Regions from separate parts of the Mus musculus genome. Here regions 1, 2 and 3 are each linked to region 4. A link is a contact called in public HiCAR-type, HiChIP or PLAC-seq and promoter capture Hi-C data. All regions are on one chromosome and are shown on one strand. The core of a region is the stretch at or near the end of the contact, and the rest is flanking DNA. Distances in the headings are between cores, read along the strand shown.

What was found. Promoter capture Hi-C pulls out the DNA fragments that hold promoters and counts their contacts. HiCAR-type assays count read pairs that join an accessible place to other places. HiChIP or PLAC-seq counts read pairs in DNA pulled down with a chosen protein or histone mark.
Region 1: a HiCAR-type map of astrocytes shows a contact between it and region 4, with 2.7 times the contacts expected there. The contact joins the enhancer-like site here to the promoter of Zfyve26 in region 4. A contact is called at or near these places in 4 of 39 promoter capture datasets (the HPC-7 cell line, embryonic stem cells, liver and 1 more) and 1 of 115 datasets of contacts at active chromatin or transcription factors (astrocytes).
Region 2: a contact with region 4 is called in a promoter capture Hi-C map of liver, with 3 times the contacts expected there. The contact joins the enhancer-like site here to the promoter of Zfyve26 in region 4. A contact is called at or near these places in 5 of 39 promoter capture datasets (the C10 cell line, hippocampal neurons, liver and 1 more) and 2 of 9 other capture datasets (liver and macrophages).
Region 3: a contact with region 4 is called in an H3K27ac HiChIP or PLAC-seq map of embryonic stem cells, with 5 times the contacts expected there. The contact joins the enhancer-like site here to the promoter of Zfyve26 in region 4. A contact is called at or near these places in 11 of 39 promoter capture datasets (the 3T3-L1 cell line, the HPC-7 cell line, cranial neural crest and 6 more), 4 of 115 datasets of contacts at active chromatin or transcription factors (astrocytes, embryonic stem cells and large pre-B cells) and 1 of 9 other capture datasets (embryonic stem cells).

The regions. Positions count from the first base shown.
Region 1 is chr12:80,877,262-80,883,478 of GRCm38.p6, forward strand. Susd6 (sushi domain containing 6) reads left to right here. Exons shown (of 6, transcript NM_178682.4): 6 at 1-3,572. Among named protein-coding and RNA genes, the nearest start is that of Gm23298, 31 kb to the right of the region's middle. Within about 2 kb of position 1,535, at least 46 of the 459 cell types and tissues checked have an H3K27ac peak or open chromatin away from gene starts, as enhancers often do. A contact at or near this core is called in astrocytes, where this site is marked.
Region 2 is chr12:80,812,814-80,818,629 of GRCm38.p6, forward strand. All of the region lies in intron 1 of Susd6 (sushi domain containing 6), which reads left to right. Among named protein-coding and RNA genes, the nearest start is that of Susd6, 25 kb to the left of the region's middle. Within about 2 kb of position 4,003, at least 113 of the 459 cell types and tissues checked have an H3K27ac peak or open chromatin away from gene starts, as enhancers often do. A contact at or near this core is called in liver and neutrophils, where this site is marked.
Region 3 is chr12:80,483,352-80,489,556 of GRCm38.p6, forward strand. Exd2 (exonuclease 3'-5' domain containing 2) reads left to right here. Exons shown (of 9, transcript NM_133798.3): 4 at 895-1,021; 5 at 6,051-6,205. Among named protein-coding and RNA genes, the nearest start is that of 2310002D06Rik, 21 kb to the right of the region's middle. Within about 2 kb of position 4,105, at least 8 of the 459 cell types and tissues checked have an H3K27ac peak or open chromatin away from gene starts, as enhancers often do. A contact at or near this core is called in embryonic stem cells, where this site is marked.
Region 4 is chr12:79,292,087-79,297,922 of GRCm38.p6, forward strand. Zfyve26 (zinc finger, FYVE domain containing 26) reads right to left here and starts at 4,196. Exons shown (of 42, transcript NM_001008550.1): 1 at 4,140-4,196; 2 at 3,391-3,686; 3 at 1,740-1,818. The coding sequence starts at 3,584. Rad51b (RAD51 paralog B) reads left to right here and starts at 5,196. Exons shown (of 11, transcript NM_009014.3): 1 at 5,196-5,246.

The DNA.
Region 1 (6,217 bases), core at 285-2,784, 1.6 Mb after region 4:
CTCGATGGATACTCAAGAAAGATTCTCACCATCTGCCCACTGGACAGCTGGAGGACCTGGCCCTTTGCCTGGCCCAGCCTTCCCATCTGTCTGTCAGGGATGTGTCTGAATGCGCTGGATTGAACCTCCCCTTCCCCTCAGCCTCTGGGTCCCTTCCAGCCAGCTCTTGGTGGCAGCCCCGCAGCCATGAGGGCCTGAGCACTGCTGTGTTTACTTGTGCCTTCCCCACCCTGTCCAGGTTCCCTGTTGTGCAGGTGGGTTGCTATCCACAGGCCTTAGTGGCTACTGCCACCTGTACCCGGGGGCCAGGCCTGAGGCTGCAGAAACAGATTGAAGAGTAGTAAGGCACTCAAAGCAGGAATAGCTCATGCTGGGTCCAGAATGTGGGTCCCTGAGCTTGCCCTGTGTGTTGACACTGATGGCGGCATCTTCCTTAACTGAGGACAGAGGTTTGGGAAGTCATGCCAAAGCCACCCAGCACTCGCTGACCAGCTCTCGTGCAGGTTCCTGGCTCTTTTGAGAGTTTCTAAGAAGCACCCAGAAGACCTGTGGGAAGGAGGAAAGGTGTCAGATAATGATTGTCTTCCTAATACTCAAGTTCTCACTTCCTGCTTCCAGCACTGGCTGCCTTGGCCTTGGTTTCTGTTCCTGGATAAGGGGAAGTTGCATGCTGTTTCCTGGACTTTGTCCTAGGTAGCTCTGGCTTCCTTGCAGCCCACAGAATCCTGAGATTTGCTGAGATGCCAACAAAAGCTCATCTGGCTTTTGGCAGTCTGGGCAAGTTGCCCCTTTTTAGGTTTGTGGTGATGGAGGGGAGGCTGATAGGTACAGACCAAGTCCCCGGTGGCTGCAGGCAGCTCCGGCAGGTCCTGAGGATCCTCCTCACCACGGTCATGTGCCTTAGTAACTGTGCCCAGGAAGTGGCCTGCTGTGCCACTGCTCCCACTCTGTTCTCTCCTCCCTGCCTTTCCACACGTCATCGTTGAAAAGCCACTCCTTATTTTCCCTGCCAGCTGATAGAGATGGTGGGCACCCAGAAACCTGAGATACAGGTCCTGGGAGTGGGAACGTACTAGCCTAGAAGAAATGCTCCAGCCATTTCCAGCCTCCTATTGCCCTGTACTGAATGCTGACAAGTCTGGGTAACTGAGCCCCACCAGGCTTCTACCATCTTGAGAAGACAGATGTGGTATCAAGGAATGTGTGTGTTTTTTTTTTTTCTTCTCATCTTTCTTCCTTTCTTCCTTTTCTTCCTCTTCTTCTTCTTCTTCTTTCTCCTCCTCAAGCCTTGGGGCTGGGAAACTCTTCAGAGCCAGTCCTGGACTGAACCTGTGATGAGCCTCTCTGGGGTGGTAAAAATAATAAAAGCCCAGTATATTTATAGTTCCTGACACAACAGGGTTAGCTCCAGGCATCTGTGGCCTCAAAAATAGGGGAATAACTTCTCCTAGCCAACTGCCTCCATTCACAATGCACTTTAGTCCCTGTCATGCCTGGCTTCCTGACACCCTCATCTCCTCTCAGGGTAAGGGCAGTGTCTGCTGTCCCTGCTGGCCACTCCCACACTAACCCAGGAGGCCAGTCCAGTGTGCCCAGTGTCCAGACAAGTATGGTTGGCTGAGGAATGAGCTGGAAAAGGTGCTTAGACTAGACGACTAGAACACCCCTAGCAGGTGCTGCCATAGGCTTACCTGGGGGTGGGTTCCAAGGCCCCAAGCCACCTCACCATGGCGCTTCTTCAGCTTCAGTGGTGTCCACCCCCCTCAAGGGAGAACTGGGCAAGGAACACGAGTCTTCTGAATGGGCCTGCCTCTTTTGCTTACTGCTCTTCTAAAATCTGAGTTCTGTTTTAGTTCTGTGTCGTTACCCTGGGCTTTTGCCCCTTACAGATTGCACTTCTTTGGCTTATTATTTAGCCTTGTAGGTGCCTGGCTTTGGCCTTGGGAAAAAGAACCTCCTGGTGCCTCGTTTTCTCTCAGCATTCATTAGCCTGCTGTGGGGAAATCACAGGCCCAGGCTTGCCTAACTGAAGGATAAAGGGCACCCGTGTTCCCCATCCTCTTGTCACAGGCTTTTAGAAGGTCTGTTCTTGAGGTCTCACACCTGTTGCTGGCATCTGTGGCTTCTTCCTGCATTGTTTTCTTCTACAGCAATTTCTTAACCATTAGCCATGTGCTGTGGTTTCTGGGGCATCTGGGCTTTGTCCATTACAGACGGACTGGGGACTTAATTGCCTTGAAGTGGAGCCTGCTAGAAACAGGGTCAGTGGCAGGTGGCAGGCGGATGGGCAGGAAGAAGCTTCGAGCAAGTGGGAAGAAACTAAGCAGCCTACTTTACTGGGCTCACCTCCAGGGACATCCTGAGACTTGTCCAAAAGAGGCAGTCAGCACCAAAGGACTTTTACACAGGGTTTTTTGGTTTGGGAGATGTTTTTGCTTTTTCATACTTACACTGACTCAATGCAGGTTTTATATCCTGGTGACTTGCTGTCACATTCTATCAGTTTTCAAGGGCCAGAATGATGAAATAAATAAATAGAAAATTCCGTCCTTCCATGCCTTAGTTTAACAGGTGAGCTCTACCTGCCCAGTTCTGTGTTTTGTGTGAGAACTGTGAAATGGGCGGAGTCCTGACCACTTTGTGGGTTCGTTTGGTTTTATAAGGCATTTCAATGTACATTCTTCAAGCACTCCATTTGCAAAGAGAACTTAAAGTCATACTGTCTTCCCCATTCATCCTGCCCTCCTTGCACCCCCAGCTTTACAGTTCTGTAAAGAAGCCAGGCTACAAGACAGACAAAGGTATATTTTTCCTGCTTTGAGAGTGGCCAAGTTGGGATAGATGGCAGTTGGCCTTTTTCCTCCCAGTCCTATCAGAGCTCTTGAGTCACTTGGCTTCCTGCATAACAATATCTCCTCTGTTCTGAGGAACATTCTAGCATAGAAAATGGAATATGCTGCAAACATTTCTAGATCCTTCCTCCCTTCCCCCTCCTTAAAGAACAAAGAAGGGACACACAGCATGCCTACCACACAGCTTCATTCCAGGTATGCTTGCGCCTGACAGTACAGCTAGAGCCTTCTCTGTGGGGCCTGCTGGGTCTCCTGCAGCCTTAGAGAATATTTTACTTGGCATTTTACTAGGCAGTTGAAAACCTAGTAGAGTTTGAACAAAGCGCACCCCACCCCACCCGTCCTTCACCCAGCAGCAGAGCTCACCATGAGGGTGCAGAGTAGAGCACTTGGATTGCCAAGTAGGGAGAGGAAGTAGTTGAGGGTTGCATGGCTGTATCCACACTGGCCTGGCTTCTTAAGGCTGTGCACCACTATGGGATCCTTTGCAGAATGGTACTCATAAAATGGTTTAAACAACACATGCTTAATTGACTGTGCAGGATGTCAATCAATCTGGGTTTGCTTTATTTTATTTTATATATATATTTTTTGGTATCCTGTACATTGCAGTGGGTATGAAGATAGTATTTTAATATTTGTACAAAGTTTAATTTAATTTTAATTGTTCTATGTATATAACTGCATTTCTAAATAATAATAAAAATTCTTATGAAGGCAGATGTGAGATGTAGTCCTTCCCAAAAATAGTTTTTCAGAACTCTAGATGATTGAAGAGAGTAGGTGTTGGGGTTAAGGCTATATGTGCTAGCTTGGCATGTGTGAGACCCTAGGTTCAGTCTCCAGCACCACAGAAGGAAGAGGAGGAGAGAGGCGGCTCAGTTGGTAGAGTGTTTGCAAGCGTGAGGACCTGAGTTCGTATCCCCAGAACTCACACAAATCGCTGGGTGTGGTGGTATGTTCCTGAAATGAGGACAGACTCAGGAATTTGCTGGCCAGCCAGCCTCCATAATTAGCTCCAGGTTCATAGTCCTTATTCAGGAAAAGATAAAGTTGGACAGCAATAGAGTGCCATCCTTTGGCCTCTGCTTGTGTATCCACACACATACACTGTACACACACAAAGAGTGGAAGCAGGCAAGAGCTCATGACTAGAGGATGCTCTAGGTCTGAAGAGGCTGCTTGGCAGGTATGGAGACGGGACAGATTCAGAAAGTGCTCATTAAGAACATAGAACCGACAGTTGGGTGATTGATTGGATCAGGGGCCATCTTGGGGGTGCACAGATCATTGAGGGCAGTGCAGAGGGAGGGTGACCTGGGAGAAGGACTACCAACTATCACCAGTAGAAAACCATTGTCTCTTGATCAACTGCTTTCCTCTCGGGGTGCCAAACACTTGAGCATCTGATCCTAATATGGTTGGGCTAATGTAGAATGTCAGTTGGGCCAGGAGGGGAGACAATTAACAAGTGCATCATGATTGATATAATCTGGAACCTAGAAGAAGATGGGATGGGGCATTCCAAGCCTTCAGATGAAACACAGCTAGGTGTGTGAAGGACCGGTACCATGAGCCTAGACAGGCTGAGCATGGTGCAGTCTGTGTCTGGGCACAAAGGACAGCGCGTGTGTATGGTACATGCAGTATAGAAAGTTGCATACTAGGCAGTGGAAAAAGGAAAAAGGAGAGAGAAAGAACTTGCTCCTGAATTTGAGGAGACAGTGACTTGGACCACAAGGAGGTAATATGGAGAATGGGGAGTCTCCACAGCCCACTAGGGATGTTTGCACACCCTATGGGCATGGACATCACCTTGGCAGGTCTCAGTTAATGCCATAGCATTAACTAAAATTGAAGGGGTTAGGGGATGGACTCTGACTGCATCTAAAGGATGGATGTAGGGATATAAGACCCTAGTGAGCTGGGTGGATGACAATAGGATCTCTAGGAAGATGGCTGTTGGGATAGAAGTTGGTAAATTCAGTCAGTACTTTTAACACAGAGCTGTTAGGTGACTGGATGCAGGGGGAAACACATCTCAGGGGTACACAGATCACTGCCAGCAGTACAGAGGAAAGCTAGACAGAACTGTAGGAAGACCAGGAGTGTGTTGTATGCCTTTAATGTCACCCTTCAGAAGCAGAAGCAAGATTGGGGGTTCAAGGCCAGCCATGACTACAGTGAGACCCTGCCATTAAAAGGGGGGAGAGGTATGTAGGTCAATGGAACAGCACTTCCCTGGCATCATCAAAGGCCTCAGAAGTTTGAACCCTAGCACCACAAGGAAAGATGTATTTAAGGAAGAAGGCAGTGAGGACTGAATTAAAAACAATTGGGAGTGGTGGTGCACACAGATCTCTGACCTACATAGCAAATTCCAGGCCAGCCGGGGATGCATAGTGAAATACTAATGACAAGCGGGGCAGTTGTGGCGCACACCTTTAATCCTAACACTTGGGAGGCCAAGGCAGAGGCAGGTGGATTTCTGGGTTTGAGGCCACCCTGGTCTACAGAGTGAGTTCCAGGACAGCCAGGGCTACACAGAGAAACCCTGTCTCGGAAAGAAAAAAAAAATACTAATGATGGTAGATAAGTAGATAGACTGATTGATTAAGTGATAATGGAGAACAGATCACAAGACAAAGAAGACAGGAACTTAGGTGTGGTGGAGATGTGTTTGAAAGAGTCAAACTCAAAATACAGCAACAGAGTTTCTATGGAGTGCATTCTGGGCTCAGTCTGCACTTCCCTAGTCCCTAGCAACTTACTGGACTGAGGCAGGGGTAGGAGTAGTGGCATGATGGTGAACGTGAGCTTTATAAATAAAGAAATGGGCTTAAGAGTGTAAATGCTGGGGTAGTGGGATCATAGGTTCAAGGCTAGGTTGGGCTGTATAGCAAGAGACTGTCTAAAACAACAAAACCCCAAATCAGGGTGATTGGTCTAGGAAGCACAGAATCTTAGGTTCTGTCCCCAGTACTACAATAATGGTTAATAGCAATCAAAAAGTGCGTTATTATAAAGTCACACTGCTATGAAATGGTAGAAACTAGAATTCAAATCTGTCTTCCAGCCTTCATTCTTAATATATGCCCCAGGGAGCTCTGCCTATAACCCCAAGTTACCTCAGGATGCAAGAACAGAAAACCATTCAAACTAGCTCTACCAAGAGAGCTTGAAGGTTGTTTCCCCAGCCCCCTGGAACTTAGTGTCCAAGGGAAGACAAAGCACAGATGGTACAGTGGCCATTTGCTTCTCAGTTCTGCAGTTGAAGATACAGAGCTGTCCTGCTAATGTGTCTTCTGGCCACCTGGTAGCAGAGCAGGAATGGAGCTGAGTGCTAGAGTATGTTTCTGTCCCAC
Region 2 (5,816 bases), core at 2,753-5,252, 1.5 Mb after region 4:
TCAATTGAATGCTAAATACTTTGTAAAATAACCAGAACTTGCCAGGTGGCAGAAACTGTGGAAATCAGTAAGAATTGTGCCTTAATCTGAGGATTTTAGAGTGCAATTTATTTTGTGTATCTTATATCTTGGGTATCCTAAGTTTCCGGGCTAATATCACTTATCAGTGAGTACATATTGTGAGAGTTCCTTTGTGATTGGGTTACCTCACTCAGGATGATGCCCCCCAGGTCCATCCATTTGCCTAGGAATTTCATAAATTCATTCTTTTTAATAGCTGAGTAGTACTCCATTGTGTAAATGTACCACATTTTCTGTATCCATTCCTCTGTTGAGGGGCATCTGGGTTCTTTCCAGCTTCTGGCTATTATAAATAAGGCTGCTATGAACATAGTGAAGCATGTGTCCTTCTTACCGGTTGGGACATCTTCTGGATATATGCCCAGGAGAGGTATTGCTGGATCCTGTCTTTGTTTCTTAATACTTTTTTATTACTGTTTTTAAGATATGGCATCATTATGTAGCTCAGGCTGGCCTCAAATATGTGATCCTCCTGTCTCAGCCTCCTGAGAGCTGGATTACAGCTATATACCATTGTTGCATTTTCCCAGCCATCAAAGCTTTTATGTCCAGCTTCCTGACTTTCCTTTAGAAGGCCCTCTTTGATTATCTTGGTTCAGAGTAATTTCTTTTTTCTCTTTTTGTTTTTCATTATTTTGTTCATAACTCATAAGTAGTTGTTGCTCATTCCTCGTTTTCATACTTTACAGTTCAACATTATTGCACCCACATAGAGTATTAAGATAGATATGCCTGCTTTGGTTGTTTGCTATCTGAATCTGCAGTCACCTTAACTCTGTTGAAAGTTCTGATGAGTTTGAGGTCTGTGCCTTCTATGTATTTTACAAACTATCTAGAGAAGACTGTTAGGAAATGATAAAACAGCAAACATGGGTCTTAACAGAATTTCAGGTGTTCTCAGAGGGTAGAGCAAGGATCGGGAGACTGGGTGCCATTTGGAGTTTTTAGGATATTGGGGACCAACACCTAAGAGAAACTGGCAAGAACAGGCACAGTATTACAAGTTTGTCCTACCTTGAGATTTTTCTAGAAGCTGAAAGGTTTGGGTAGAAAATACATTTATTTTAGATTGCTAGGAGCTCTTAGCAGGGGCCTCTATTTGCTCTAGTTCCTTTTTGTGGTGAATCACCCCAATAGAAGGTGTGAAAAAATGCTTAGTCACAGGGAAGTTTATAGTTCAAGGAACTAGATAGGAGTACCAATAAGCAGAGCTGTCAGACTAAGTAAGGATTTACGTATTTGTATTATTGACATTGAATTGCATTTATCTGGGTAGCTTGGAGATTTGAACTTGTTATACAAAGGCCTATGCTAGGTTTTTAACAACTAATAGAATCTTGCATAAAATTAAAAGTAGGCCGGGCGTGGTGGCAAACGCCTTTAATCCCAGCACTCGGGAGGCAGAGAAAGACTGATTTCTGAGTTCGAGGACAGCCAGGGCTACACAGAGAAACCCTGTCTCGAAAAACCAAAAAAAAAAAAAAAAATAAAATAAAAAAAAAATAAAAATAAATAAAATAAAATAAAAGTAGTACCTTCTACTTCTGACTTGGGAGTAGAGTTTTAAGCATCATGTTGACCCATCCCTACTCCCAAACCCCATTTCTCTTATCTGAACTGGCTATGACTGTGGAACATTTGTAACAACTGTGAGCAAGGACCAACTTCAGCCAGATAAATTCCTTGGGTACCTTTAAGTTTGCTGAATTTAGGTAGAAAGTGTAGTTGCATAGACAGAACTCAGGGAGTTGTCGTTTACATGGAAATAAAACTAGTGTCAATTTTTTTCCTCACAAGACTTTCTTCAACTCTTTCTTTACCTTTGCAGATCCTTTATTTTTGCAAGTGCACTCTTGGGTAGCAGCTCTCCTACTGTTACGTAGATAAGCTAGTGAATGATTATCAGAATCCCGTGTCTTTGAAAAATGCTGCTGCCTCTTCCTGTACTATTCTGCCTAAAAAGAGAGTGACTTGCATTTACCTAAATGTTGCAGCATTTTGTGATGAAGTTTAGTTCTTTAGTAGTAGTGATGATTATATATAGTATCAGGTACACTGATTAAGTTGTGAATTAGACTACTACTTTGTAAAAATTATTTTTCTTAATAATTTAAAATGTTATAAGCAAGGGAGGCTGCAAAGATTTCTGATCATTAAGATGTTTTCATCATACCTTTGCTTCAAGGTCTTGGAGTATAGGATCACCAGCCAGAATGGGATAGTAAATAGATTTGATCTTTATTGGCCTCTTTCTGCACATTAAAAAAAAAGTATTTTATGTGCATGGGGTAGGGTGAATGGAGGTCAGAAGACAACTTTGAGTAGGTTCTTTCTAAATAGTGATGTAGGTCTGAGGAATCAAACTTAGGTTGTCAAGCTTAGTAGCATGCTTGCTCTTTTTATCAACTGAGCCTTGTTGCCAGTCCCCTCTCTGCACAGATATTGACATGTAATTTTGTTTTGTTATAATCAGAACAGAAACTGTGCTTTGGCAGTTGAACAACTGTACTTCCTGTCTGTTTAGATGTGTGTGTGTGTGTGTGTGTGTGTGTGTGTGTGTGTGTGTGTGTGAGAGAGAGAGAGAGAGAGAGAGAGAGATACTCTTTTCCACCTTACCTTACATATACTCTGATCCAAAGTAGGCAGCCTGGTTGAGAGCTGGGGTCACAGAGTAATTGCTGTTGAAAGTAGAGGTTGAGGTGACAGGGCAGTTGGGCGCTGACATTAAAGACTTGTCTGCTAGACTGATGGCCCACCCCCAAGGGTAACTTCTCTATAGTGACTGCTTCTCATAGCTAAGTTAATATGACTAGCTAGACAAGGAGGTAGGCTCCTGGGAAACAGGCTGTGGAGTCTTAATTAAGCCTGCCTGCACATATCCTGTTATGTACTAACAGATTTCCCTCAGTCTTACATTTCTAAGGGTCCCATTTTTTAAATTGTGTGTGTGTGTGTGTGTGTGTGTGTGTGTGTGTGTGTGTGTGATGCATCTGTACAGACAGAGACAGTCTATCTCATGTTCTGTTGCAAATGCTTGCTGCTTTCTTTCCAGAAGAGAAGGTAGGTACCTGTTACTATTTTCTCATGAGCTCTTCGTGCCACACTGGCGCTCCTAATGAGTTCCTTATCTGGTAGAGCGGCCTCAGCAAGTGCCCTTCCAGGAGTGTTTAGAATATACCTAACCCAGGGAGAGCAGACCTGTGGCTGATATGTGTCCTTGAAGATTTAGTTAGCAGTCACATTCTGATTGGGAAACACCTGAGAAAACTGTTGAGTGAGAGAACTGGGCTCTGGTTTAGGCACTCAGGCCTGTGTCCCTAGGCAAGTTGCAGCTCATGCTGAGGTTATAGTTTCTATTAAATTGAATAGATAGGACATGATAAGATGGCCTTATAGTTCATTTTAGGTAGTAATGGTTAGGGTCTCATGCTAGCAGCAAAGGTGGGAGTGATTCCCAATTCTCTTTTGCCTCTTAAGTTGTTTCTTTTTGGAATGATCCTTATGTTTTTCTCTACCTCTTTCATGTCTGTTTAGGTAACATCTATAAAGCCAGGGTCTGTTTGGATCACTGCATTCTGGGTGTCTCTGGCCTACCTTACTGTTTTTGCCCTGGACTCAGCACTTCCCCACTGTACTGCCATCTGTTTACTTGTTTGCCCTTACATTTTAGAGAACTTCCTGAGAGCACCACCTTTGTCACTGTGACAAACTTCCTTTTGTCCCCACCTCTGTCATCACTGTTTCCCTAGTTGCTGGTACACTGCTTAGATTGTGGTGTGTATGACCACTCCTGGGCCAGTTTGAGAGTTGTACTGGGTCTTTCCCTAACTAAACTCTTTACCCAGTCTCTTTATGAGCTCTGTGGGTGCTGGAGAACCTTGGATGCTGCTGCTGATTTTGAGCTGTGCCAACCCCCAGGCACTTTTGTAATCAGGGATGGGCCTTAGTTTTGTCCTGTTCATATTCAGCCATCTGCCTAGGGCTAGGGCCATCTGCTGCCTGTGAGTGACCTGAGCAAGGGAAGCGGTTGTGAATCAGTGTGGGTGAGCAGCAGCCTATTTTTTAAGGGACTAATTATATGGATGAGTCTAGGGCTGCCTCCCCAACTCTGACTTCTGTGTAATGCATGTTATGTCTCATTTTATCCAGGTCTTAGTTTTGTTCTAGATGCTGCCTTCTAACTACTCTACTAGAGAGCCTTTGCTGAGTTTTTGTTTACTTTGTGAGTGCTTTGTCCTTTAGCCCTGGTCCTTGAGAATAATCTTCATGTAATATAAATAGCACTGCAGAAAGAAAAACCAGGGAAATAAAAACCTTTAGAAATGAACCTTTGGGTCTCTTTCAGATGTAAATGATGAGCCTCTATCTATCATCTTGTAACTTTAGGTTCATCACCCTGTTTTCCATTTTTCCTCCTGAGACATCTTCAAACAACATGTATGGACTGAATTACTTACTTGGAAGGTTGTGGGTCAAGCTTGCATTTCTTCAGCTTTGTACAGAGAAGGAAAAAATGCAAGAAGAAAGTAATGTGCCCTCATCATTCTTAGTAACTTCTGAGTTTGGAGGCTCTCAGCTGGCATAAAATTATGAATGAAAACTACTAAGAGGTAGGGATAGTATGGGAATTTTAATTTTAATTTTTTTAAAGATAGGGTCCCATGCGTTTCAGGTTGGCCTAGGACTTGATATATAGGTGAGGATGACCTCACCTCCTCCTAAGTGCTGAGATTACTGGTATGTATGCTCCGTCAGACCATATTTTAGGCAGTGTTAGGGAGCCCTATACTAAATGAGTGAGCTACATCCCCCACCCCAAGAAGAGGAGTATGCATCTATCTCTTTCTCTCTCTCTCAGTCTGTCTCTGTCTCTGTCTCTGTCTCTGTCTCTCTCTCTCTCTCTCTCTGTGTGTGTGTGTGTGTGTGTGTGTGTGTGTGTGTGTGTGAGAGAGAGAGAGAGAGAGAGAGAGAGAGAGAGAGAGAGAGAGAGAAAGAGAACTTTTAAACAACCACCACAACAAAACCTCAGTGGTAGGATTAACCAGTAGAAATGAGTGGGATTGGCTACTGTGCTATCTATCTTTTAGGACTTCCTTAAAGGGCTGCTGGGGACCTTTATGTAGTGAAAGATAAAGTGGCTGAAGTCTGCTGGCAGGGGAATGTTGTCCTTGGCATTCATGATAGTGCATTGTGGGTGAATATGTCACAATGCTATGAGTATAATAAAAGAAAAATATACAAGTCTTTTCATTTTGGAGAGTGATACATACCATTATTTCATTTTAACTTACTTGTGGATTTCCTTCTGGGTTGCTCATTTCCTACTGTTTCTAACATAGATGCTGAGGCTGTTTAACTCAGACTTTGCCTAATTTATCTCTCTTCTCTTGTCTAATACTCTTAAAAAGAAAAATGGGAGAAAAAGAAGAGAAAGTAACTAAGAATCACAGAATTTAGAACAGAGATGCTCTCCAAATAGAGCTCACCTGTCCCAACCCTCTATTTCAAATGATGATAACAATAATAAGGATAGGTATTAGTGATAATAGTCATGCTCTTAACTGCTGAGCCATCTCTCCAGCCCTGTATTAATAATAGTAACTATCATTTTTGATGACTCATGCCAGCATTATGCTAAGTGTTTTGTGTTCCTTTCCTTATATAGTGCAGAAAAGCCATGTAGGTGAAATAAGTAAGCAGAAGAGGAACCGGAGGTTCAGGCAGGTTGGATAGTT
Region 3 (6,205 bases), core at 2,855-5,354, 1.2 Mb after region 4:
GGGTTAAACTCAGGTTGTCAGGACTAGTGGGAGATGCCTTTGCCCTATGCTAGCTCCCTGGCCCACTGATGTTTTCTGAATTCCATATAAATCTCTCTGTTAGTCTCTAATCTCAGAAGACCAAGAAGATCCTTTCTGTTACCCCATACCAATTTCTAAAAGGATTTATTTATGTTTACTTTATGTGTGTGAGTGTTTCCCCTGCATCTGTGTAAGTACTCCACATGTGTGCAGTGCCTGAGGAGGCCAGAGGGGGCATCAGACTCCCTGGACTGGGATTACAGATGGCTGGGAGCTGCCATGTGAGTGTTGGGAACCAGTCTGGGTCCTCAGTCATCTCTCCAGCACCCTGCAGCAGTTTCAATCAGGACGTTTTGAAGAACAGAAACAATAAACAATTGCTTGTTTTTATACTCTTACCGTCTCCCCCCCCCCCCCCCCCCGGGAAAACAGCCTTGTCATTTTTCTTCACACATGAGAACATTAGGCATGAGCACCATGGAAAGATAGTCTGTTTACACTTCTCCTTGCTACGTAGTGTTGCAGTGAATAGCTACTTAAGTATCATTGTCCTTTGGATAAACTCCCAGAAAAGCAATTGCTAGATCAGAGAATGTTTGTATTTGAGTTTTTGATAGTTACATATTGTTAAACTTTTTCATAACAATCATAAAGATGTCTAGTTTACACATTTTGTATGAGCCTAATTGATTTTTATGCTCTATTGATATTAGATGTACTTGTTTTAAAACAAAACAAAACACTGCAATCTGATAGCAAATCACCATTTTCTTTGATGTCTCATGTTTATTTGCCCTCTTTTTATTGGTCATTTAAAGTTTTTCCTATGCCATTTGCCTGGTTTTGATACATGGTTTTATTTATTTCTTGTAGAAACAATATACTCTGTAATGGGCTTAGCCTGAAATCACTTGCTGAGACTATTTTGAACTTCCCACTTGACAAGTCCCTTCTACTTCGTTGCAGCAACTGGGATGCTGAGAATCTTACTGAAGACCAGGTACTTGTGATCAGAGGAGTTGGTTCTAGTCTTCAATGCAAGCATCAGGCAGAGAGGCCTTAAAGTAGACTTATTGTCAAGTGACACTCAAGACAATAATGGTCATGCTGCTTAAATGACATTAGAGTCCCTATGGTGTATTACTTTTAATGTGTCAGAAAATGTGCTTTTTTCCAGGAATACAAATGCATAAACATTTTTTAAAATGCTATAAATCTCATAAGAAACAGTAAGCAGTTCTCTGCCTTTGCCACCGCCTTCCTTCTTTTGCTCTTCTACCCAGAGGTGACCATTTTAATTTCTTTTTGGTAATTACCATTGTACTTTTAGACTATATCCATGTATCATTCTTTCTTATTTTTACGTAGTATGTTTTGACTTCTTATACATATATATGACTTAGGGTTCTTCCAGTTCCTGAGTCTCAAACAAGAATTTGTTCCCTAACACATCTCTGCAGTATAAATAGATACTCCACGTTCATCAAGAATAATACTTTGTTTTCCCAGGATATATGATTTGTACTTTTGTTCTCTTAGTTTTCTGCACACTACTGACTTAACCCCAGCTCTTGACTCTCTGAAATGCATTGAGAGACTAAACACACATGCCCAGTTTCCTATGGTTCTGTCCTTACGTCCCTCTGCTGTCCTCCTGTGTCCTTTTGCCCTCTGGTATTCCCCTATGGCTCTGCCCTCTGCTCTCTTCCTCCGACCCACCATTGTCTCTCTATGGCCCTCTGCTGTCTTCCTGCAGCTCTTTTCTGCTCAGGATTATTGGCTCTGCAGATCTGCTGCACACTGCAGTCTGAAACTCGCTTCTTCTGTCTGTCCATGGCTCCCTTCACTTCTCTTCCATACTGGATCCCAAGTTTGTCTAAGTCCCATGGCTCTGTCCTCTTGTTACCCTGCATGTCTGAAAGGACAAGTGAGTTCCCTCTCTTAGCCAGTCGTATGCCTAATAGCAGTTTAGGGCAGAAGCCATTTTCTTGCAGAACTTTTAAGGCTGTACTCCTTGTATTCTGGTTTTGAACATTTGAGTGTGTGACTGTTCTTTCTGGAAGTTCTTTCCTTCCTTGTGTGAAATCCTTGATGCTAAACATGAGTAGAGGCCAGATTTTATGCACAGTAGTAGGACTTAGTGGACCCTTTCTGTCTGGATGTTCTTGTCTCCAGTTCAGGAAAGAATCCTCAGATTATTTTTTTTGTTTTGTTTTGTTTTTTGTTTTTTTGAGACAGGGTTTCTCTGTATAGCCCTGACTGTCCTGGAACTCACTCTGTAGACCAGGCTGGCCTCGAACTCATAAATCCACCTGCTTCTGCCTCCGGAGTGCTGGGATCAAAGGCGTGCAACACCACGCCCAGCCAGATTATTTTCTTTGACATTTACTATCCTCCTTTTTTTTTTTTTTAAAGAACATATTCTTTTTGGATTATTGGATCCCCCGCATTGATCCTTGAGACAGTCTCCTAGTGTCCTGCCTCTGTCTCGTGTCTTGGGGTGGGAGTTGTAGGAATACAGACTCACTGTAGCTGCCCCTGGCTTTCCCACAGGTCTGGTAGGAAAGCTGCCGAGCCAGCACCTTTAGCTGCACCCTGAGCACACTCTATTGAGACAGCTTCTGTCTCTGCTTAGGCTGCAGGCTGTTGACACAGAGTGGGAAGGGTTTCTGCTTTCCTTCCGTTCCCTGCATCACCTCTTTTTCCTCAGAGCTCCTTCTCATGTGCCAGTTTCTCAACTTTAGCATGGATGAATATTGATAGAATCATGTCACATGGAGCTGGGCAGGGTGGCTCACAGCTGTAACTGCTGGAAATTTTCTTGTCTGTCTGGTTCTTTTTTTTTTTTGGTTTTTGGTTTTTGGAGACAGGGTTTCTGTGTGTAGCCCTAGCTGTCCTGGAACTCACTTTGTATAACAGGCTGGCCTCGAACTCAGAAATCCGCCTGCTTCTGCCTCCCTAGTGCTGGAATTAAAGGTGTGTACCACCACGCCTGGCTTCCTGTCTGGTTCTTGTCTCCTGACCAAGAATATTGAGGTACACAATTAGGAGTAAGCAGAAGATAGAGGACATATTTAATGAAAATAAAAGCAGCTCTTGGTAGCCAAGATTTAGTTTTCTATTTTATGTATATGAGTACACTGTAGCTATCTTCAGACAGACCAGAAGAGCGCACCGGATCCCATTACAGATGGTTGTGAGATACCATGTGGTTTCTAGGAATTGAACTCAGGACCCCTAGAAGAGATAGTGCTCTTAACTGCTGAGCCATCTCTCTGGACCCAGGGTTGCCTTTTTAAATGTTAATCCCAGTTGGCTAGTAAATTGGAAGGAAAGGTGGGGACCAATTAGAGAGAGCTCTCCAAGCACAAAGACCTGACTCTGTTGGGTCAGTTGTCAGCAAACAAGACCAGGCTGCCCTTCAGCTCACAGCGATCCAGTCTGCCTGCCCTTGCCCCCAGAGTGCTGGGATTAAAGGCACCACCACCTTGCAGTAGTTAATGTTTAAAAATCATCAAGTGAATTGGGTTGAACAATGGTGGCAAATACCTTTAATCCCAGCACTTGGGAGTCAGAAGCAGGCGGATATCTTGAGTTTGAGGCTAGCCTGGTCTATAGATCAAGTTTCAGGACAGCCAGGGCTACACAGAGAAACCCTGTTTTGGAAAAACAAAAATGAACCAACAAACAAAAGTAGTGGGTTGAGTACAGAGCAGTTACAGCAGGACTTTGGGGGCTGATGGGCTCCTTTTCAGTAGCTGTAGTTAGTCAGGGGTCAGTAATTGTGTATCTGATAGGTTATTTCTCTGCCACCAGTCAAATGAGCCAATTCAAGCCAGATTGGAATATATTAAGTGCAGGTTTATTAGGAAGCTGCTCTGTGGCAAGTTCACTGGCCCCAAGGATTGAGGCTAAGAGAGTCACCATGAGAAGAGAGAGAGGTGAGGGTTGGGGGGAGAAAGGGCAAGAGTGCATAGAGAGAGAGCCGAGAAGGAAAAAATGAGACCAAATGTCTAGTTTACAGAGGGAGGATCCCCCCGGGCTGTAAAGTTCAGGGTTGGGTGCAGGGTATGCCAGACAGGAACTGAGGGATGCTGGGAGAACATGGAGGCCAGGTCTGCTTTGATATGTAAAATATGCACCTCAGTCCCTTGTCCGGGGTCCTAAACCAAACATCCCAGCCCCTACTTCCTGCTAACATTGGGGCACCGTTATGGGATGTGGGCCAAGTCCAGGAAGAACTGGTTGTTTCACTGCTGTCCAGACTGGCCTGTCTGGGGGGAGGGCTGTGTAGGCCCAGTTGAAGCAGTCTGTGAGGCTAGGCCAGAGCACCTGTGTGTGAATAACTGGTTTAGAGCTTTCCTGGATGCAGGCTCTGAGGAAACACCTCGATGTTAGGGGCAGGAGAGAAAGTTAAGGAGTTTATGAGAAAACCTTTTTCTTGGGTGTGTATTTTGAAACTCTTGGGCCTATGGTCTTGGTAATTGGAGGAGGGGTGGGGGGGTCCCAGGACCAGGGTAAGGGAAATAGATCCTACCCTACCCCCAGGAATAGGCAGGTAGGGAGGGAAACAGGTCGTTACTTGACAGTACTCATCTTGAATCCATTTGACTCAAGTGTCTTTCCTGAAGCTTATAACAATCTTTTTAAGTTTACAAAAAAGATAAATCCTTCATAACTTGCATTTATCAACATCAAAATACCTTCCTAGACCATCAAACACTTTCTTAGAAGCTTTCAGCATCTCGTCCCTCTGGCTGCTTGTGTCTCCAGAAAGGAATCCTTTAATCTTTTACCCTTAGAGGTAATCCTTTAGGATTTTGTATAGCTGTCTGTAGGGCCTTCAGTTTAGCCATTATGTGATATAAATTTTTTGAAAAGATGCATTTATTTTTATTCTATGTGCACCAGTGTTTTGCTGACATGTATGTCTGTGTGAGAATGTCAGCTCTCTATAACTGGAGTTACAGCAGTGAGCTGCCATCTGAGTGCTGGGAATTGAACTTGGATCCTTTGGAAGAGCAGCCAGTGCTCTTAAATCACTGAGCCATCTCTCCAACCCCTGTGATTTACATCTGTACTATTTTGATGCTGGAAGAGGTAGTTTCTTGGCCCTGTTGTGCAGAACACAGTTGGTAAGTGTTTGAAAGTTGGTTTGGTTTTGGTTCTGGTTTTGGTTTCTTCCGGTCATTTCCATCTCATCATTGACCTTTCTCAGATATTCTGTCTAGGTCTCAACCTTCAGTTGTCTTCAAGCCAGTTACTAGTTCATCCTTTCAAAACGTTAGGGAAAATTTAGGAAAATTTGTGTTTTAGGTTAATACAAACCTGTGGCAGAATTCTAGGCAATGAATTATCTAGTTTGTTTTCCATAGCAGTTTCTGTTTTTTTGTAACCCTGAGTAAGTTACTTCTTTGTGCCTTGAAACAGACAGGATCTTTGTATGCAGTCTTAGCTGACCTGGAAATGTATATAGACCAGGCTAGCCTCAAACTCAGAGAAATGCCTGCCTCTGTTGGGATTAAATGTATGTGCCACCAAACTTGGTATTTTTTGTTTTGTTTTGTTTTCTGATTTTTTCTTTTTAGTGGTGGTGGTGAATGAAAAATGGCTTTATTAAGGTTATTTTCTAGGGGCTGGAGAGATGGCTCAGCAGTTAAGAGCACTGACTGCTCTTCCAGAGGTCCTGAGTTCAATACCCAGCAACCACATGGTGGCTCACAACCATCTGTTATGAGATCCGATGCCCTCTTCTGTTGTGTCTGAAGACAGCTACAGTGTACTCAGATAAATTAAATAAATAAATCTTAATGACTAAGCCTGGTCTTGAACTCAGCGATTTGCCTGCCTCTGACTCCCGAGTGCTGGGATTAAAGGCGTGCGCCACCACTGTTTGGCCAAACCCAAGGTTTTATGCTACTAAGCAAAAGCTACCCTGCGTGGTATTCCAAAGCGTTTATAATTGAGTTTGAAGGTACTCTGCCTGGCTTGTCTTCCATATCCCACTGACCTCTGGCTTTTCTCTTCAGGTAACTTATGCTGCCAGGGATGCGCAGATTTCAGTGGCTCTCTTTCTCCATCTTCTTGGATACCCTTTCTCTAGAGATTCCTATGAAGAGGAAAGTACGGACCAAATCAACTGGCAAAAAGCCTTGGAGAGATGCAGGAATATGGTAGACATCCC
Region 4 (5,836 bases), core at 2,946-5,445:
CCTGGAACTCACTCTGTAGACCAGGCTGACCTCGAACTCAGAAATCCGCCTGCCTCTGCCTCCCGAGTGCTGGTATTAAAGGCGTGAGCCACCACGCCCAGCTTCTCTATCCTTTCTATAAGAGTTGTTGGGGAAAAAAACAAAACAAAGGGGAGGGAATCTAATGTTTACTTAGCAAGCATGCCTAGCACAGGGTACCATATTTCATTTCCAAATCAAAGAAACCCATGGCTTGCATGAAGCTATGTGTTTTAAAAATAATCTTAACTGGAAGTGAAATGGTGAAGGTGCATTTTCTAATTATTCCAACATCAAATTAAAAAAAAAAAGCAATACATTTTTGATGCAGAAAAAACTATGACAAATAAAAGAATCCCCAACAAAGGAGTATTACTAATGACACTGAAAATCCATTTACTATATCATTTTGAACAGTGGCATAGTGTATTTATTACACATAGATATGCTTCCATTTAATAAGCAATCCTGTGAACTTGGGGCGTGAGGGTTATTTCTAGTTTTCCTGATTTTAGCATCAGCTTATCAGCACACATTGCTGTAGCTAAACCTTTATACACATGATTATACTTGTAGGCCTAAACCACAGCACGATAAAAGAAACAGAAGATAAAAGCGAATAAAGGGATAAAACCAGCATCAATGGTTCATTCAAATAATAATTAAAAGGCAGCTTTTGGCAGGCGCTAGGAGCCTGGAACACTAAGCTGCTTCGAGTTTCTAGAGCATGAAGCCACAACAGGTTCTGTGGCATTCCAAAACGCACCCGGAGACTTGGTCCTTACAAAAGTTTATAATTCTCCGAACAACAAAAAGACTCCTGTAACTGTTTAAAGAAGTGGACCCCTGGAGCTTTAAGAACTGGATAATCTGTCTGATATTGGCCAAAACCAGAACCATTCCCAGGCTAGGCTGGGAAGGCCGGCACGTGAAACCCAGCACCTGATGGTATTGAGCAAGCTTCCCGAGAATAAGCAAGCTGTGAGGCCACCAGTAAGCAAGCAGACCTCTTCCCCAGAGGGGAAAGGTCAGTCATTCAGTGCAAGGGACTTCATGTTTGTAATGCAAGATCCTCACTCAGTAGCAAAGCCTCGATCTCCCCCTCCCTTTGAAGATGCTACGGAATCTCTTCTACTTTGCTTCATTTTTGTTCTCTTTTCCCCTCTTCAGTTCTGACTCTTACTTATCCTAGGTTTCATTATTTTACAATTTTGCTTCTCTTACTTGTTATTTCTGCTAGTCTTTCTGTAATTTCTCTTTGCTAGACAACCACCTAAAACTCTGTCTAAAAGATACATTTAGGCTGGGCAGTGGTGGTGCACACCTTTGATCCCAGGGCTCAGGAGGCAGGGGCAGGTGGATCTCTGTAAGTTCAAGGCCAGCCTGGTCTACAGAGTAAGTTTCAGAACAGCCAGGGCTACACAGAGAACCCTTGTCTCAAAAACAACAACAATAACAACAACATCACAACAGAAAAATTACATTTAGAACAACAACTTCTGGTGTTTTTGGACAGTTGTGGACAGCATCACTCCAAATGATATTATAAACCAAGCCACCAGGGCAAATTAATGAGCAAATAATTTCCACAGTCTACACCAAGAAAGACAACAACTAACCACCAAATAAAGGAAGTAACAGAAAGAAGGAAGATCTCTGAGCTCCTTATAGTTCTTTTCAGTCCTGGCCTCAGGGAAAAATTTAAATGTAAACCCACGCACCTTTTCTGGGGCCAGCCATTTTTCTAATACAAGAAGCCAGAGCCAGGCTAATCTCTGAGGGTTGATGTCTGGCCCACATCTAAAAAGAAAGAAAGAAAGACTGATTTAGTAAAATACGAGTCTTAGCCCACCCTTTCCCCTTTGTGATTCATGATTTATGGTTCAGTTTTCAGTCAGCCCACTTTAGAGCTGAACTGGTAAGTCCTAGTGAGAAACTCTCAGTTGTAAGTAACAGTTCAACAAAACAGAGCCCCATAACTTCCAGCTTGCATTAATGCCTGCACCTTATCCAACTGTATCTTAGCTTTGTAGCTGCAGTGCTGCTATGCTGGCTGGCTATGCTATAGAATTCCCGGGCTCAGGCAATCTTCCTGTTTCATCTTTCAGAGTGTCTGGAGCTGCAGACATAGCCTCCCCACACCTGACTTAGTTTTATTTTTAAGTATATTCCTACAGAGAAAATCACAGTAATGAAGGTTATCTGAAACACACACACACACACTGTCCTTCACTGTTTTGAGATAGGGTTTCACACTGTAGTCCAGGATGGCCCTGAACTCATGGCCAGCCTCCTGCCTCAGTTGAGATGCATGGGTTAAATTTCCATACTCAGCTCCTAAGTGTACTTTTGAACACAGAAAATGAATCAAATATAAAAGAATAAAGGGAGTTCATAGCGATTCACTTATAACTATTTAGTTATAGGAATTCATAAGCCTTACTTTAAGTCAGTAGTTTGGGCAGTAGTACACACCTTAAAGAACTTAATATAAGATCTAGGATGGAGAACTGTGGTTCTCATGAGGCAAGAAGGGGTCATAGTGCAAACATACAGTAGAGTAGCAAGGAGTGAGAGGACTCATGTGTAGTGTGCAGAACTTCTGTATCTTTATTACAGTGGGCGTATATCAACCCCTGAATGGATAAAACTGCATAGTTTTTTTTTTTTATAGTAATGCACTTTTCCTGGTTTTGCTGCTTTAGCACACACAGCTGGAATGAGATGTCACAACTGGGGAAGCTGGAAAAAGCTTGTGCCAACTCTATTGTACTTCAGCCTTTTGTGGGTCTATGATTATTTCACAATAAAACATTTTAAGTCAATGCATTTTCAACTCTTTGTCAGAGCAACACCATCATCAGTCTCGTAAGCAAGAGGAATGAACAGGGTTTGTCTTTTGGAGACAAAATGCAGTTAAGCCATCTTCTATGGATAATAAACAAGAAATGATATTCAGGATCCTTTTGGTAGTCAGGCTTAAACTCAGCTGCAGAGCATAATTCATGGCCATTGGAGTACATTAGATGTAAAATACATTACACAGATAAAACATCAGAATATTGAAATGTGTTCCCCGTCTGCTAACTTTTTAAGATAGTAGCTGACTGGGGGGCCATAAAGACTAGAGTACAGCCGGGCGTGGTGGTGTACACCTTTAATCCCAGCATTCGGGAGTCAGAGGCAGGTGGATTTCGAGGCCAGCCTGGTCTACAAAGTGAGTTCCAGGACAGCCAGGGCTATACAGAGAAACCCTGTCTCGAAAACCTACACACACACACACACACACACACACACACACACAGACTAGAGTACAAACACTGAACCACTATCTTCCTCTCTTAGATCCTGGTAGGAGCGGGGATCGCTTACCTTAGCAGAATGGGACACTGCACCAGCGCCTGTAGTATGTCCTCCACCTTTTGGGGGATCTCTCCTTGTCCCCGGTGTAGTTGAGGTACACATGCTTGTGCCAACTCCCAGTCTCCCCTCCGCAGGCACTCACAGAAAAACTCAAAAAGTTCCTCCTCTGTAGCGGTTTCCTCTTTCCCAAATGGGTAACTCATTTTCCCAGCACAGAGTGCAGGTAGATAGAAAATAGAGGCGTTACGCGAAATACATTCTCAATTTTCTCATCCGTGAAGTACCCCCTAGAAACACCACACGAGCTGAGAAGAAACGAAACTTTAGATGAACCACCAGCTGCTGGCCCGAAAAGAAACGGCAGAACTTACTTTTCTAATGACTGTTTTGGGTTTAATTTGACCTGTTACTATCTCTTTTTGAGAGCCGTCTCTTTCTCTAAGGGGTGTACCTCATCTTCTACCGCAGACCTCACATATAACAATCTTAATATTTTTGCTAGCCTGGGGTGCAGACACATACATTTACTTCCGCATTCCCTCCTGAACATTTTGTCAGGCTACAAATCTCTAGGTTGGTGGATGCCTTGGTAAGGATGAAAACTCCCTTGGTTAGAGCCTTCTGTTAAGACAGAGGCTAAAGATTAGGGGATCAATCTGGGACTGAACTGTGGAGCCGGGAGGCTGGGGGACAGGGATGCTCCCCCTAGCGGGGTCGTGGACAGCACCCTCGCAATCTTCCCTGCGCCTTACACTCACCTGCTCCGGGAGTCGAATGCATTTTCCCGTCCAGAGCAGCCATGTTTGATCCCGGTCAGGTGACAAGTCCCATTGCGAAGAGTGGTGGAACGGGCGGCGATGACGAAAGAGAGCGCCACTCTTATTGGCTCAGGAGAAGCAAGATGCAAATCAAGTGCCGTGTTTGTTTGAATCACGTGATGCCACCTGATTGCTACGGGGACTCTAAGGAAGAGTTAGATCCGCTAGCTACAGGACTGAGGACTCTCCCTAATTATGATTGCTCCTTCTCGCAACATCCACAGTTATTCATTTCGGGGGAGCTGGGGCCAGGAATATCTGTGTTCCACGCTCCGTACCCGCCACTGTTTTGTTTTGTTTTTGATGTCAACATTTTCTCCGTGCCAACCAGTGATAGATGATAGGTTAGCCACAGGAATTCTGGATCTTCCTGTATCATTATTCTATCTAATTCTATCGTGTGTATATCATATATAATTATATATCCATCGAAAGACTGAGGTCGGTACAAAGGAGTTGCAAACGAAAACAAAGAGTGAGCAAAGGCTTTTCACAAATCATGTAATCAAGTCAGTTCTTAAGTTTATTAGTTTTTCTTAACGCAGCTGTTTTAAATACGAAACCTACTTGACTTCTTTTATTTTTTCAACTAAACTGAGTGGTTCTTTTTCAATGTATTTTAGTTTGAGACGCTTTAGTTAGTATTTCCCGGACATTTTCACCATCTAAATGTGTTGAACAGTGCAAAGGAAACACAAAACTCTCATCCCAAAACGGGAATAGGGCATATTGCCCACCCTTTTTCCAACCCCTCAGCCCCCCAAAAGAACCTTCTCTGGCCCAGGAAATAACTTTAAAATGCGATTCACTGAGGAAAAGAATTTCCAGTCAGGGTTTTCCCTCCTCTACATTCGTCTTGAAAGGTTCCGCTCCTCGATTTAAGCAATCACTACAAAGGAAAAATTTAATTAGATTAACCTTCGAGACTGAACTACAATTCCCAAAATACAGCTGGGCTAACCCGAGATTTTCCTGCTTCTGATTGGATAAGTCGCCAGAGTACCAACCAACCAGAGCCCCAGATGTTGCTGCTCGCACTTTTCGCGGGTAATTGTGTGAGGGTGGGGGAAACTTTGAAAGTTCCACGCTGCTGACCTGGTACTGGAGTTTTCTGAGGGGGCAGTTGTGGGGAGGAAGGTGTGTTCATTATCTTGTGCTCCCTCTTGGAGCCTGTGGCTGTTGATACCGGGGTCGCGGAGAGTCCTGCGTGTTGAGCACGTACTCTGTAACGGGGCTCGTCCCTGGAACCCGGACGGGGTCCTGGAGCTTCCGACTTCCTCTAGGGAGGCGAGTGATGCTTGTAAGGTGCTCTGTTTTATTAGGAAGTTTTGCGTCAGGTTTTCTAACTCTTGATACTTCTTCCTCCGCTCTTGGGCAAATTAGGCATCCGGGCAAGTTTAGGGACTGTCAAACTTGTGGTGTTAAGAGCGCGGAATCTGGAGTCAGATCTCTGGATTCGAATGTTGGCTCGATCCCTTGGCTAGTTCGTGTGTTTATTAAAAACATCCGAAGCATTTAAAACTAGTGTCTGGCGCATAATAATGGCCCAATAAATAAATTAACCCCTCAGCCTCCTCAAAATAGCTGGGTTTTGTTGCTTCACTATTTTTATTGAGCGCCTAACAGAAATTCAGTCT